2 separate regions of the Sus scrofa genome follow, and region 2 is linked to region 1. The links are chromatin contacts, called in public HiChIP or PLAC-seq maps. All regions are on one chromosome and are shown on one strand. The core of a region is the stretch at or near the end of the contact, and the rest is flanking DNA. Distances in the headings are between cores, read along the strand shown. Region 1 overlaps MREG (melanoregulin). Region 2 holds the start of MREG (melanoregulin).

Region 1 (7,476 bases), core at 1,318-3,817:
CACTTCAACTCAACACCGACATCCAAAGAAGACACAATTGTGGCTATAATAACACTGTACTATATAAATTAAACATCTAAATCAGGGACTACAAAGTGGAGAGGCGCCAAATACTTTTAGTGGAAAGTGACAACTTTTGGTAAAATGAATTCTTTGAACATTGTAACTGTTCTCTCTTTCCTTTCAGCTTTCACCAATGCCTATCATCTTATGCTACTTTCTACTTAAAATGAAGACAGATTCTCTAAAAGACAGACAAATCATATGGACTGCTTCTCCAATTAATTTTCTTGTATTTTATAGATAGTGGGAAATATCAGATAAGAGAAAGACATGTAATGCTAGGGCGGTCTGGGGGGGTATATTTGGACTTTTAACAAGTCTTTAACAGAATCTCTCATGTTTGCTTTTCCCAGAGAAAGGTGAAATGGGTAATGCAGGCTGGGGTAGTTTTGCAGCTACTGAAGAATACTCAAAACTGTTCATGTCAGCCTGGAGGAAGATTTTTAGAATGCAGGATAGGGCTTGGTTTCTGGGTCATCATTTTCATCAGTGACTTCATAAGGTCAAAGGTCAAAAGTAGCAGAGATAGCTAATATATGGAACATGAGAATCAAGGTTCAAAACATATAACAAATAAGTCCTATGAAGTAAAATCCATAGGTCAAAATGTAATAGCAGCCGTTCACTGAAAGACACGTCCTTGCATCTGGTCCTTTGGCCGTACTGATTTTTTTCAACCTAAGAGTTGACTATTTTTACTTATTCTAATAACATGAACTAATAACAAATAAGTTCATTTATTCCTTATTCCATTAAAACTAACAGGATGGTTAGTGGAAGCTATAAGAAAGAAGGTCAATGTTAGAAGGAACTTTCTATCCAGAATGAAGGTTTTGTAAGATGATGAGCTCTCCATCACTGAAGTCTACGTTAGAATTTCTATACTTTAGTAGAACTATTTTATGTACTTTACAATTTCTAAAAATATAATTACTACAGGCTCTTAAAACCAGTGTCACCTGGCAAAATCCAAAAAGGATTTGAAGGCATTTACAAAAAAGAAAATAGAAACAGAGACAGATAGTAGACAGACAGAAAATTTACTGAGCACATACTACTTCCCAGGTACTACTCTAAGCTCTTTATGGGCATCTACTCAGTTAGTTTTCATAACATGATGTGTCATCTATGAGATGCTGTTATTATAACATCTTAAGAATGAGGAAACGAGGCTCAGGGAGGTGAAGTACTTGTCCAAGTGTGCACACCTGCAACTTAGGAGCTGGGATTTCGGACCCAGGCAGGTGGTTGTAGGGCAACACACTTAGCCAGTGTCCACACTGCCTCTGCAATCAGGACTGGAGGGGGTGCATGAGCAAGGGAGGAAGGCAAGAGGAAGCAGAGGACATAAGAGGAGATAATTAGAAAAGAGAGCAACCTGAAGAAGGAACTATGAAAGCGCAGTTGAAATCGTGGGAGGAAAGAGGACTTTTCAAGAGGCAAAGCATTGCCAGGCTCCAGCCAAGAGAGCGGACAACTTCAAGAATGACTCCTTGAGGGTTAACTCCCTGGGACGTTGCCCTCTGGTCCTCCTTTGGGGACTTCAGTTCTGTCTCCCCTCCTCTGAGTAGGTGGAAGGACCTCACCCCTCTCCCTCTTTCCCCACCCCTTCCCCTCCATGCCCTCAGGTCCATGTCCTGTCTCTGTGGAGGGAGACAAAGGCACAAGAGTTTGCTTCAAGATGCAGAGGTGTGGAGTTCCCATGGGGCTCAGGGGTAACGAATCCCAACTAGTACCCGCAAGGATGTGGGTTCAATCCCTGGCCTTATTCAGTGGGCTAATAATCCTGCGTTGCCATAAACTGTGCTGTAGGTCACAGATGCCACCTGGATCTGCTGTTGCTGTGGCTGTAACTATAGGCCGGCAGCTGCAGCTCTGATTCCACCCCTAGCCTGGGAGCTTCCATATGCCTCTGGTGTGGCCTTAAAAACAAACAAACAAAAAAAAAAAAAAGATGCAGAGGGGGAGGGGAGAGCAGGGAGGGACAGAAGCTGCCAGGATCTGAGATTCTGAGGATTGAGAAAAAAGGGTCAGTGTTTTGGAGGAGGTTGTGCTTGTGTGCAAAACAAGAGAGCTGTGAGACTGCCCGTACTTTTCTGAAACTAGGCTTCAGGCTGGAGAAACACCCTGGGTTTCCTGGACTTACCTCTGCCGCCTCCTCTGCTCCTCCCCACCTCTCATTTCAGAAGGGAGCTGGCCAGATGACAGGGTCACAAGGACGCCTCACTCAGAAACCCTGCCCAGGCCTCTCCAGGCTCACGGGGCAAACCGCAGTTTCGCTTGCTCACATGATGGGTTTCCCCCTCCCAGAGCTAATCAATCCGCCGGCACTGGGGAACGAGCACCCCAAAGCTCGAACCTCTCTGCCAATTTCGAGAGAGGAAGGGCTTTGCGGGGAGCTAGCTCCGTCTCCTTGAGACGACAGGTGGTTTCACTGCCACAGCGGCCGCTGAGCCCTCCCCCGTGGCCCCACTACTTCCTCAAGCTCCTCTTCATTCTCCGCCCTCCCTTCTCCGCCAGGCTCCACAGCGGGCCCTCCGCCTGCTGCTCTCACTTCCCCCTCCACCCCTTAGGCACCCGCCCCCCGCAATCAGCCCTCAGATCTGCTTCCCACGGAAAGCGCTCAAGGACTTCCCCCACCTTCCCCATCTCGCTAGTGACCGATGAGCGGGGTCTCCTAGTTCTCTCCTAAAGCCCTGACTCCCAATAGCCTCCCTTTCTCGCAACCCCTCCCAGAGGCTCCTGGAAAAAGGGAAAAAGAATGAACGTCCACCAGGTGCCCCCTCGGGACACTCATTGGGGGTGGGGTTGACATCAGTGTCCCCAGGCTGCAGAGGAAAGGGGTGCCCAGCATCTTGCCTGGAGTCAGCCAGTGGGAGGTCTGGGATCTGATGCCCCTAGGTGCCTCCTCCAGCTAAAATCCCTCACTCTCCTCCTTCCTCTGCAGGATCCTCATCCTCCTCTGCCTCTTCTTTTCTTGCAGTTCTTTCCCAAGGCCCTGTATTGGGTCTTCTCATCTCCACCTCCCTAGATATTTTCCTCTAAAACCGCAGCTTCTGTGGTCTCTACTTCCCCACCAGTAACTCCCAAGCCTCTTTCTGTTGCCCTGACCCCAAGCCTCAGCTCCAGGTCCTGCCATTTCCACCTTTCCGCCGGATGCCTCCACATGGATGGGCTGCTGACCCAGCCACCTGACTGGATGAGACGGAGCCCAATCTGACTCCCGCAAGCCGGCACTGCCCTCTGACAGCTGCCAACATGGTGGCCATCTGCTACCCACTCCCCTTCCATCCCACCTTCCGAATCCAAATCAGTCTCCCACTCCTGTGGATTCTGCCTCTGTCACAAGATTCCCCTCTTCTCTGTCCCTACTGCCTCAGCCTTAAGTGGCCTGAACAGTTGCAATCATGGTTCCTCTGCTTCCAGAAGCCGACTCCTCCAGTCTCCTCCCCACCTTGTGAAGGTCACATTGGGTCACTCTTCTCCTAGGGAATTCTAGTGATGCCCTGTGCTTACTGACAACAAGTTTCAACCCCAGACAGGCTCTCCACCTGCTCAAAGGGGCACCCTCTGCCCCTTTGAGCAGGTTCACTCCGCCCTCATCCCGGCCATGAAGCCAAGTCACTCTGCAAGGCTCAGCTCAAATGTCACCACCTTGAGAAGCCTTCGCCTTTCTTAATTGAAAGTAACTGCTGCTTCTTTTGAAATCCCTAAGTTCCTTTACGGGAACTACTGTAGAGTTATTTCCTGTTGTGACAGTGTTACACAGGGATTTGTAGTGTTTCTTTTGCAACTAGATCATGGGCCCCATAGATTCAAGAACCCTCTGTGAATTCATCCATTCCATACACAGTCCTCTGTACACAGCAGGCGTCCCAGTGGGTTGGCTGAACTCAAATGAAGACGACAGAAAGGCCACCTTTTGCTGGTGACCGAGTGCCCATGTTGAATCTAGAAAGCAGCACTAAAGTTATCAGAAAAAGCCACTTGGGTTCTAATCCATGTATATTCTGAACAAGGCAGGTTTAGATAATCAAGATATTTTGATTCTCATATTTTAGGGAAACAGAAAAAATTCAAGAAAGAAGAAATAAAATAATCCACTCACCTCTTCCCCTCTTCTACTCTATGCCTGATCAAAGATGATATTTAAAAAGTACTTTTCACAATTGTCTCTTTAAGTCATACTTGATACTAAGATAATGTAGGGCAGGCACCATCGCAGGCACTTGATTAATGTCATTCTTTTCATGAGAAAATCTGAGAAGATGGGTTTATACATCCCTTTCTAGAGATGTTAAGTGAGGCCCTAGGAGGTTAAACAACTCAGCAGAGACCTCACAGCTATTAAGTAAGGAGCCTAAAACTTAAATTCAAGTCTCTCTGACTCCACAATCCACGCTCCTCCCAGTGCCTAAGCACCTATTAGGTCCAAATTTAGCCCATGACATTCCCTTTCCCTGTCACCAATGTAGAAACTGGGACACAAAGAAAGAAATGGAACATAACATGTGGGACTTTCATTGCAAAAGTGGCTCTGGCATGGCCAGCCACTCGGGTCCAGAAGACAGACAGGCCCTGTTCTCCAGCTGCCTCTCACTACCCCTCACTGCCCAGCAACCAGATCCCAGTGCGAGGGGCCGGTGGGAAGGGGGGAGAGTCGGTTATGCTGAGGAAGCTCAAAGCTGGCCTGGACAGTGTCAAGCCCTCCCGCCCAGGAGAGGCATCCTCTGTCAGGACTATAAAAGCCCATTCTCTCCATCTACCACACGTGGTGTGTGAGCGGGAAAGAAAGGATTAAATTTCCCTGTTCCTAGACAGCCAGTCCACTCATTAGTGCTCTGCTTCCACCTCGGCCCAAATGGCACAGATCAGATGACAGACAGAGAAACCTAGTGCATTAGAGGATAAACCACAGACAGGACGAACCCTGGAGGGGAGGAGGGGTAGGAAGTGGAGGCCAAGGAGGAGCTGGTTCCCAGGGAGCTGGCACTTAGCCTTGGGGTCCAGAAGTTGGCAGACCCTCCAACATCTCCCGGCAAGGCTTGGCCTCATGGCTTCTGCCCAGACTTCTCATCACTCTGGAACACTTGCTCTAGGATAAGCCTGGACGTCGGGAACTAGGACCCGTGGCAATGAGTCTTTTCGGGTCAAACTCCGATGTAGCTGTCTCTGTCTCCCACTTCTTCAGACCCACCCACTCAGTGAGACAGGAACAAGCCACTGGCTTACAGATCTGTATCGGGGTCTCCTCCCCACCAGCCTTCCAGAGCTCTCCGTCTACCCTTTCTCTGAATCCCAGGGAAAGCTGGGCCTTCGTGAGCTGAGCCTGCTGCACGGACTGATAGGCCCCGGGACCCCTAACCCAGATGCTCTAATATTTAAAAGATAATGGAGTGTAACTGGCAGTTTGGGCGGTGTGACTGAATGTACCCCGCAGAGCCTCAAACCCCAAATATTAGCCTGCACTTACTGCTTGGGGCACCTGGGAAAGGCACCCCCTGCCTGGTTGCTAACTCACTCCCACTGTCCCATGCACGCTCCTGTGTTCTGACCTAGAAGGCAGCTAAAAGTGTGACCTAGAACAAGGCAAATGCAAATGCCAGGTAGTGCCTTTCCAACGCTTCCCTGCTTATTTTTATGCCACAGCTCCACTGGAGTTCTGGAAACAGACTGCTTTGCAGCCAAGGGCCCCTGACCTAATTCTTTATCTGGTTTTAACCAGATTAAGCCACGGGATAGCTCCCAGCTCCGGCTGTGGAGGTGTGCCAACAAAGCCACAGAGCAGAGCTGTTAAGCAAGGAGATTTCAAGTTGGTTTTGTCTCATTTGGGTGGTTCCAGTCCACGTATAGCTTTGGGGGTTTGAAGGAAGGGCCAAACTCAGGATGTGATCTGGCTAATGCTGCCAATGGAGAGAAACAGGCCTTGATGTTTTCCTGTGACATTGTTATTCCTAATCAACACGCCAGAACTCATCCCCCGTTCTGCTGCTCAGGCCTCTGCAGGGAAGAAAATTAGCTGCCGTCACTAAAGGCAAAGGATAATAAGGCTAAATTCTTGTACATGGAGAGGAAAGGGGGGACTTGAAGTTATGACAAGATAGCAGCAGCCAATTACTTTAAAGTGGGTCCTGTCAAGGAAGGCTGCTTCTTCAAAATACTGAGCAAGTTCGGATGTAACGGTGGATTGTCTGAATCCAGAGTCTGAGGGCCATCTCAAAGGTCCCGCTGCCCCTGAGCATCTAGCCCTGTGCTGTGCTGTAGGGCAACCACCGGCCATGCGTGGCTGATGAGCGCCTGGTGTGTGGCCAAATGGAAAAGTGCTATGAACACAAACACATGCTCAAGTAGGGCAAAGCTTGCAAAGAGATGTCTCTTTATCCAAACCCCTGAAGAAAACACTCTGGACTGCAGGTTCTTTTCAGGTGACAGTTCCCTCATGACATAGTGGGTTAAGGATCCGACGTCATCACTGCTGTAGCTCAGGTCACTGCTGTGACTTGGGTTTGATCCCTGGCCCCAGAACTTCTGTATGCCATAGGGGCAGCCAAAAAAATAATTTAAATAAATAAACAAATAAATAAGCTTTCATACCTATTGTCTCACTTAACTGATAGCTACATCTAGACAAACGTCCTATTACTTTTGAGATCTCTGAGACAACAGAAAAATATGTAATTGACTGAATAAAAACCTGAAACTTTTATTCATGAAGAAGAAATAATAAGGCAAGCAGCACACCAGAAAAAGTCTCTGATACAAATATAGCAAAGGGTAAACATAGAAAGAAAAATTATACTAAAGAACAGAAACCAGGAGTTCCCGTCGTGGCTCAGCAGTAACCAACACGACTAGTATCCGTGAGGATGCAGGTTCGATCCCTGGCTTCACTCAGTGGGTTAAGGATCTGGTGTTGCCGTGAGCTGTGGTGTAGGTCACAGACATTGGCTCTGGCATTGCTGTGGCAGCGGTAGCTCCGATTCGATCCCTAGCCTAGGAACCTCCATATGCCTCAAGTGGAGCCCTAAAAAGACAAAGAAAAAAAAAAGAACGGAAGCCATCAAGAGATAATTCACAAAAGGATTGATGGGTCTTGAAGGATGAAATAACACTTCACCCTTTAAGAATTCTCAGTGAAACAATGAATTTTGTGTTGTTGTAGCCAAATTATCTATTGAAAATAAGAGAAGATTAAAACGTTCAATGCTGGGAAGGGGGTTGTGAAAGGGGCTCTTTTGTAATAACACTGAGAATTATAAAATTGATGTCACTTTATTTTTTCACAGATAGTGACAGGCATTTGGTAGTATATATCAGACTATATAAAAATGGGTAAAATCTTTAATCCATGAATTTCAGGTCTAAGAATCTACTCTAAAGAAATCTGAATGCAAAAAGTCAGTGCAAATGATG
Region 2 (7,476 bases), core at 2,141-4,640, 50 kb after region 1:
CTTTCTGGAGTGATGAAAGGTAGAAAGTGGTGATGACTGCACAGCTTTGTGAATAGACTAAAACCCACTGAACTTCACACTTCAAACAATTTCACTATAGGGGACACAAATCTAAAAAAGAATGGATATATGCATATGTATAACTGATTTATTTGCTATACACCTGAAACTAACACAACCTTCTGAATCAACTATGCTCCAATAAAATTTATTTCAAAAAAATTTCAAACTAGACCTTCCATTGACTTGGACAGGAAAGAACATGCTAGTAACACACACACACACACACACACACACACACACACTGCTCCACTTGTCCTTTAATAGGCAGCTCCTCCCAAACATTATATTGAATAGTGTCAGAATGACACTTAACCACAAAAGGCCAGTCCACGCATATGCACATGCTCAGAAAACCAGCAACAATACTTAAAACATTTATTGAGTGTTTACTATGCATCAAGCCCTATACTGAGCACTTTACACGGATTAGTTCATTCCATTTCTCACTGCATCCCTTTGAGGTACATCCAATTATCACCCCCATTTTACAGATGAGGAAATTAAGGCATGAATATGTTTCATAACTTATGCTAGGTCATCCAGTTGGAATTTAACTCCAGGCAACCTGACTCATGTGCACTATTCTATTCTACCCAACTGTCTCTGTCTTCTTAAAATCCTTTGTAAAATTCCTTGACCCACAGTGTAAAGCAAGGAAGGAGAGGGTCAAGCTTTGGTTCGATTGGCTTGGATTGGATTTTTGTCTTTTGTCTTTTTTTTTTTTTTTTTGTCTTTTTGTCTCTTTGTTGTTGTTGTTGTTGTTGTTGTTATTGTTGCTATTTCTTGGGCCGCTCCCGCGGCATATGGAGGTTCCCAGGCTAGGGGTTGAATCGGAGCTGTAGCCACTGGCCTACGCCAGAGCCACAGCAACGCGGGATCTGAGCTGCGTCTGCAACCTACACCACAGCTCAGGGCAACGCCGGATCATTAACCCACTGAGCAAGGGCAGGGATCGAACCCGCAACCTCATGGTTCCTAGTCGGATTCGTTAACCACTGCACCACGACGGGAACTCCTGTCTTTTGTCTTTTTAGGGCCACACTCACAGCATATGGAAGTTCCCAAGTTAGGGGTTACAAGATTTTAAAACAACCAAAATTATAACCTCACGTGGCAAATCCAGGACAGAAAACTGGAAAGACCTGAGGCTCTGTGGCTGAAATCAAGCTGAGGATTATATTTCATGTTCTATGACTATCGACAATTTGAGTGTATGACTCAAGCATGAAATTCTAGATTATTACCCACTACTTTTAAGACTGGGAGTAGAATACTGGGTTTCTCCCTGCCCACAGCAATCTAATAATATAGTGGGAACAACACTGCAAGAGCAAACGAAAACACTGTGTATCTATCGTCTGTATGACTTTATACATCCACAACAAACACATTTGTGTTTACATACTTGAATGCTCCCTAAACAGGCAACAAGTTCAAAATCCTACATCATAAAAGAAAAAGACAAATAAGGGCAAAATGATCAAAGAAGACTGCCTGAGGGGATCTTGAGAACTAACACTGAGGAAGGGGCAGGAAGGATGAAGGTCACTACTTGAAGCAAACTTGGAGGGAATAAGAAGCTTGGATTGTTCCTCCAGCAATAAGAATGCCCGTCTGATTAAATCAATGGGTGTACAATGTGTAACGTACCGGAAAATAAGAGTGGACAGGCAAGAAGGGTTATGTAAGATCTCAAAAGTCAAGGGAAGTGTTCGAAAAAGCAAAAAAAATAGGTAAATCACGCTTTCAAGAAAGTTGTGAAAGTTTTTAGCATATCATTTGCATACTTCATAAGAAACTCGGGCTTCCACGTTTGCTGACCCAACCTGGAATCCTGCCTCATCTACTGTTTCCTCATTTCATTTTTTTTTTTTTTTTTGTCTTTTTGCTATTTCTTTGGGCGCTTCTGCAGCATATGGAGGTTCCCAGGCTAGGGGTCTAATTGGAGCTGTAGCCGCCAGCCTACCAGAGCCACAGCAACGTGGGATCCGAGCCGCGTCTGCAACCTACACCACAGCTCAAGGCAACGCCGGATCCTTAACCCACTGAGCAAGGGCAGGGACCGAACCTGCAACCTCATGGTTCCTAGTCGGATTCGTTAACCACTGCGCCACGACGGGAACTCCCTCATTTCATTTTAAATAGTTTGCTTCTGTCATATCTACCTCCAAGGCATGACCCAGTCAGAACCTTAATTTCAGCAGTTAAGATAGAAGATAATTGCTGTCCTGTCCCTTCACAAAGTCACTTAGCACCTTGCTAACAGTGCATCAAATCTGCTCACACTTCATAGCTTAATCTATAATGAATCATCAACATCCCAGTGAGTGACTAGGCTGTCCCTTGAGAAAAATAGGTATTTTTTAAAGTGAAAAATATTTCCTTGTGCTCAGTCGCTGAGATTGTCTTCTCTTAGTAATAAAATTTAAATGACAACGTATTCAAACAAATTCACAGTTGCCTATTTCACTGAAATATACCTACGAAACAGACAGTCATAGTTGTATTTAATGGGACTCCTATGCAAACTTCTCTCCCGTACTTCCCCGCCAGGGCACTGCACTCGAATTCTCGGCATTTTCCGCAGGCGTCCACTTGGGTCTCTGGTGCCTCTGAGCATCTGTGCTTTTAGCAAATATTTTGCCCAAGGAACAGACCCAAGAAGCAGGATCTCCTGTAAAGGACCAAGGGGCTTAGTCTGAGCCTCAGCGTGACCTTACAGCCTAGCTCCCCAGCTTAGACGATCACACGGGTACTCCCCACTCTGCGGCCCCAGTAGCCCCCAGGGAACCCCAGATCTCGGTCGGGGCGCGCACCTACCTGACCAGGGGCTCCTTCTCCGGCACGGCGGGCTCCTCCAGGCACCTGCACGGACAGCAGCAGCACACGGTCCTCAGCCAGTCGCTCAGCCCCATGGAGAACGAGGTGCCCCGCCGGCGCCAAGCGACTCCGAAGAAGCCGCGGTGGCGAGAGAGCGCGGCTGGGGCGCGGCCACCGGGCCGGCGTCCAGGTGCGGGGACAGTGGCGGCCCGGGCGTCGCGGGCCGGTCCGTGCGCATCACGCCGCGGCCGGGAACGCGGGTGAGGCCGGAGGCGCCTCCACGGCCCCGGGGTGGTAGGGCCGCGCGCTTTCTTCCACTTGGGTTTTCTTTGGCGCGCGTATTTGGTGTTTTTTTTTTCTCTCTCTCTCCCTCTCTCTAATTCCCCGGGCGCAAATTGGGACGCATGCGTCCCCGAGATGCTCCGCTGCTGCCCTCTAAGGAGGAAGCCGGGACTCCAGCCGCCAGAAGGCAAAATCCTAGGGCACGGGGGTTACAGGAGGGAGGGGGAAGCCCTAGAGTCACAGAGCACGAGGTTGAGCTGGATCTAATCATACGTTTTATTGGCTTCACTCCCGCAGGAAATAAAAGATCCTCCTTCCCGCCTCCCCCCTTTCAAAGCAGAGGTTAAGGCATATTTTTAACATGTCAGCCCCACTTAGTAAATTTAGCAGAAGAGTAAGGACAGACGCATTATAAAAGTGGGTTTTTAAAGCATTGCAGAAACAAGGATTTTTTTCAAAAGTCGTTTTCACGCTTCCCAGTCTTTGATTTATTCTAAGAAGGTAGCCTCCATCATTGTTTTTGCAATTTTCCAGAGCTATTTACATACGTATTTATTTACTTAGGCTTGTACAAACTTGTAAGTGCAGGTAGGCACTTGCAGCCCCAGCTCCTTTCACACAAACAGTGCTTTACTCCATACATCTCTGTTCCGGGCTCATTCCACTGTTTGCCATGGAAACTGTTCCACATGAATACATGTGGAACTTCCTCTATCATTTGAATCATTGTCTTTATGCAGTTATATGGATGCCCATATGCTATTTAACCAGACCCCTATGGATGGACAGACATTTAAATTCATTCCAGCCTTATACAATTAAAATAATTCTGCAATCAACATCCTTAAACTTTGCGTTTGAATAAATGTTTGGCCGTTGAATTGCCAGGTCTTAGGTAAGACATCTTTTTAAATTTTGGTGGATCTTGGCCAAATTGCCCTCCAAAGAGGAAATTCCAATTTCCACCCTGATCAGCGATATATGAAAGTATCTGTTTCCCCAGGCCCCACCAATATTATGGAATTTTCATTTCTGTCAAGCTTATTTATTCAGCAAATATTTATTGAACATCTATTATGTGCCAGGCCTGTTCTAGGCTCTGGGGATACAGCAATGAATAGAAAAAACAAAAATCCCTATCCTCTTGGAGCAAACATTCGAGTAGAGGAGTTAAACAAATGAAATAATACATTATCTGGTATGTGAAAAGGTGATACCTACTATGGAGAAAAATAAGGCAGGGTAGAGGGTAAGAAGCACTAGAAAGTTGTGTGTGTATGCGTGTGTGTGTGTGTGTGTGTGTGTGTGTTGTGTGAGCGCACACATCTGTGTACCGGGTTGGGGGGGAGGGTGGTGCCTGTAGTTTTATTTATTTATTTATTTATCTTTTTGACTTTTTAGGGCCGCACCCACGGCATATGGAGTTTCCCAGGCTAGGGGTCTAACTGGAGCTGTTGCTGCCAGCCTACGCCAGAGCCACCAGAGCCACAGCAACGCCAGATCTGAGCCGTGTCTGCGACCTACAGCAGCTCACGGCAACGCCAGATCCTTAACCTACTGAGCGAGGCCAGGGATCGAACCTCATGGTTCCTAGTCGGATTCGCTTCTGCTGTGCCACGATGGGAACTCCTACCTGCGGTTTTAAATGGGGGGCTCAGGGAAGGCCTCTCCATATAGTGAGACGGAATTGGGTATCAAGGGCTGTTTTAGGAAGAGACAAATGGAGGCCATTCTGACAACCCAGGTGACTGATGGTGATGATCTGGACCAGGGAGGAGGCAGGGAGACCTGGAAAGAAGTGCTTGGACTCTGAATGAAGCCAGAGCCAATAAGGCTTAGTTTGGAAGTAAAGTATAAAAGAAACGGAGTTCCAGGTTTGGTGCTTACAAGCTGTGAAAGATGAATTGGCATTGATGGCGACAGAGAAGGGTGTGGGAGCAGCTGGTTTGGAGGGGTAAGGAGGAAGGCAAGAGTTTATTTTCAGAAGTGTCAACTCCCATGGGCTGTGTGTTCATTTTAAAAGTGTGTTACTACACATAAGTTTTCCTGTTCTGGCTGCATTATGAGGCTGAAGGAGCTTATCCAGTGACTAGTCACTGAGAGGCTGGCTGCCGAGGGTTCAGGAGGGACAAAAGAAGGTCCCCAAGTGCTCCAGCTTAGCTGGGGAGACGGGACCCATCATGAAAAGTTGAGAGGATGTGACAGAGTACCAGCTGTCACCAGGCAACACAGGGCTGTGGCATCAAGCCAGCCCAGCACCGTGTCATTTATCACTGCAGCTGCGGCGGAATGGAGGCTGAGTGCTGTTCTTGACAGCAGACTTCCTGCTGACTGGACAGTCCCTTTAATGGAATGCACTCTACTCTGATATGGGATTTTTGGATTTAAGTTCACCCACCTAGGTTCAAGTTGAGCAGAGGAGGCTGCCAACAAGAAGATGAAAGCTAGGGTCTGATAGCTACTATTAACTATTGGAGTTGGGTTTGTTGAGAATGGGGAATGAGAGAAGCTCCAGGAAGATATAGGCGTTCTGCCCCTTTGCTAACCTTGATCTTTGACAAGTCACTTTATTTTTCTGAACTTTGATCTTCTAATCTGTGAAATGAAGATGATGAGCCCAGCTGTATCAGCTAGACACAGTTGTGAGACTCACATGAGTTTGATTAAAAATCACAAAGCTCAACAGAAAGAGTGGAATTCAACACAACCAACTAAATCCAACCAGTATAGTCTTGTTGAGCGAAGGTCAGTTCTAGTACTACTTGGCTTATGTATGGCAGCATTTCTTTTCACATTTGTACCTCTGCAACATGGGGGCATCTTTTATGAAGTCAGTTTCAGACAGGGTATTTCTGGAAAGCCAGAGAACCATGTCTATTTAAAAAACTTGATCAGGAGGTACTGCTCTGCTTTACTAAGGATCACATGCAGTGTTTGCCTGTTCTAACGACTATTCATACTTTCCTTTAAAATGAATTTTAGCAGCTAAAACCTATGAATGAGACATTCCTCTAAAAAATGAAGTGTCAGGAGTTCCCATCGTGGCGCAGTGGTTAACGAATCTGACTAGGAACCATGAGGTTGGGTTCGGTCCCTGCCCTTGCTTAGTGGGTTAACGGCGTTGCCACACTGTGAGCTATGGTGTAGGTTGCAGATGTGGCTCAGATCCTGCATTGCTGTGGCTCTGGCATAGGCTGGCAGCTACAGCTCCAATTAGACCCCTAGCCTGGGAACCTCCATACGCCGCGGGAGCGGCCCAAGAAATGGCAAGAAGACCAAAAAAAAAAAAAAAAAAAAAAGTATTAAAAAAAAAATAAATGAAGTGTCACAGTTAAATTTCCCTCCAACCATGTCCATAGTCCTGTCTCCATTCAGCTTTCTCAGAGTAACATTATTATCATGCTACAAACCTTTTTCTGGACACAAATATACATACATGCCCTGTGATGCCTACATCACATCATTGTGTACATTGCCATTTTTAGCAGTGAGTTTGGGTTTACCCTAAAAGGCACACATTCATCTATCTATCTGCAAGCTTTTTCCACTTAATTGCATATCTTGGAGATCTTTCCTTTTTTTTTTTTTTTTTTTTTTTTGTCTTTTCGTCTTTTTAGGGCTGCACCCAAGGCATATGGAGGTTCCCAGGCTAGGGGTCCAATCGGACGGTCACCAGCCTATATACCAGAGCCACAGCAATGTGGGATCCAAGCCGCTTCTGCAACCTATACCACAGCTCACGGCAACACCAGATCCTTAACCCACTGAGCGAGGCCAGGGATCGAACCTGCAGTCCTCATGAATGCTAGTCAGGTGCGCCAACCACTGAGCCACGATGGGAACTCCGAGCTCTCCTTTTAAGGAGGTATTATACAATACTAATGAATAGGTATTGCATTTATTAGTTTTCTAAGGATTATTATATCTGTGCTTTCAAAGTGTTCATCTTCCCAGAAGTTAAATACCTTCATGATTTCCCTGTGTTTGGTAACTTGAGAAATGACAGTGCCACCAAACCCTGCAACTTCAGCTTGTGGAGAACTGTAACCAAATTTTGGAAACCCCATTTCCTCTTTCAGACTTCATTCAAAGGAAAGCAGTGAGCGTTCCTTTTTTTTTTTTTTTTTTTTTTTTTTTTTGTCTTTTTGCCATTTCTTGGGCTGCTCCCTCAGCATATGGAGGTTCCCAGGCTAGGGGTCTAGTCCGAGCTGTGGCCACCAGCCTACGCCAGAGCCACAGCAACGCGGGATCCCAGCCACATCTGCGACCTACACCACAGCTCACGGCAATGCCAGATCCTTAACCCACTGA

What was found. HiChIP or PLAC-seq counts read pairs in DNA pulled down with a chosen protein or histone mark.
Region 2: a contact with region 1 is called in an H3K27ac HiChIP or PLAC-seq map of alveolar macrophages. The contact joins the promoter of MREG here to the enhancer-like site in region 1. A contact is called at or near these places in 1 of 5 promoter capture datasets (liver), 34 of 47 Hi-C or Micro-C datasets (adipocytes, alveolar macrophages, blood and 17 more) and 2 of 2 datasets of contacts at active chromatin or transcription factors (alveolar macrophages and skeletal muscle).

What each region holds. Positions count from the first base shown.
Region 1 is chr15:118,220,789-118,228,264 of Sscrofa11.1, forward strand. All of the region lies in intron 2 of MREG (melanoregulin), which reads right to left. Among named protein-coding and RNA genes, the nearest start is that of MREG, 49 kb to the right of the region's middle. Within about 2 kb of position 2,568, at least 41 of the 83 cell types and tissues checked have an H3K27ac peak or open chromatin away from gene starts, as enhancers often do. A contact at or near this core is called in alveolar macrophages, brain, epiblast stem cells and 7 more, where this site is marked.
Region 2 is chr15:118,270,335-118,277,810 of Sscrofa11.1, forward strand. It overlaps MREG (melanoregulin), which reads right to left and starts at 3,391. Exons shown (of 5, transcript XM_021074953.1): 1 at 2,884-3,391. The coding sequence starts at 2,978.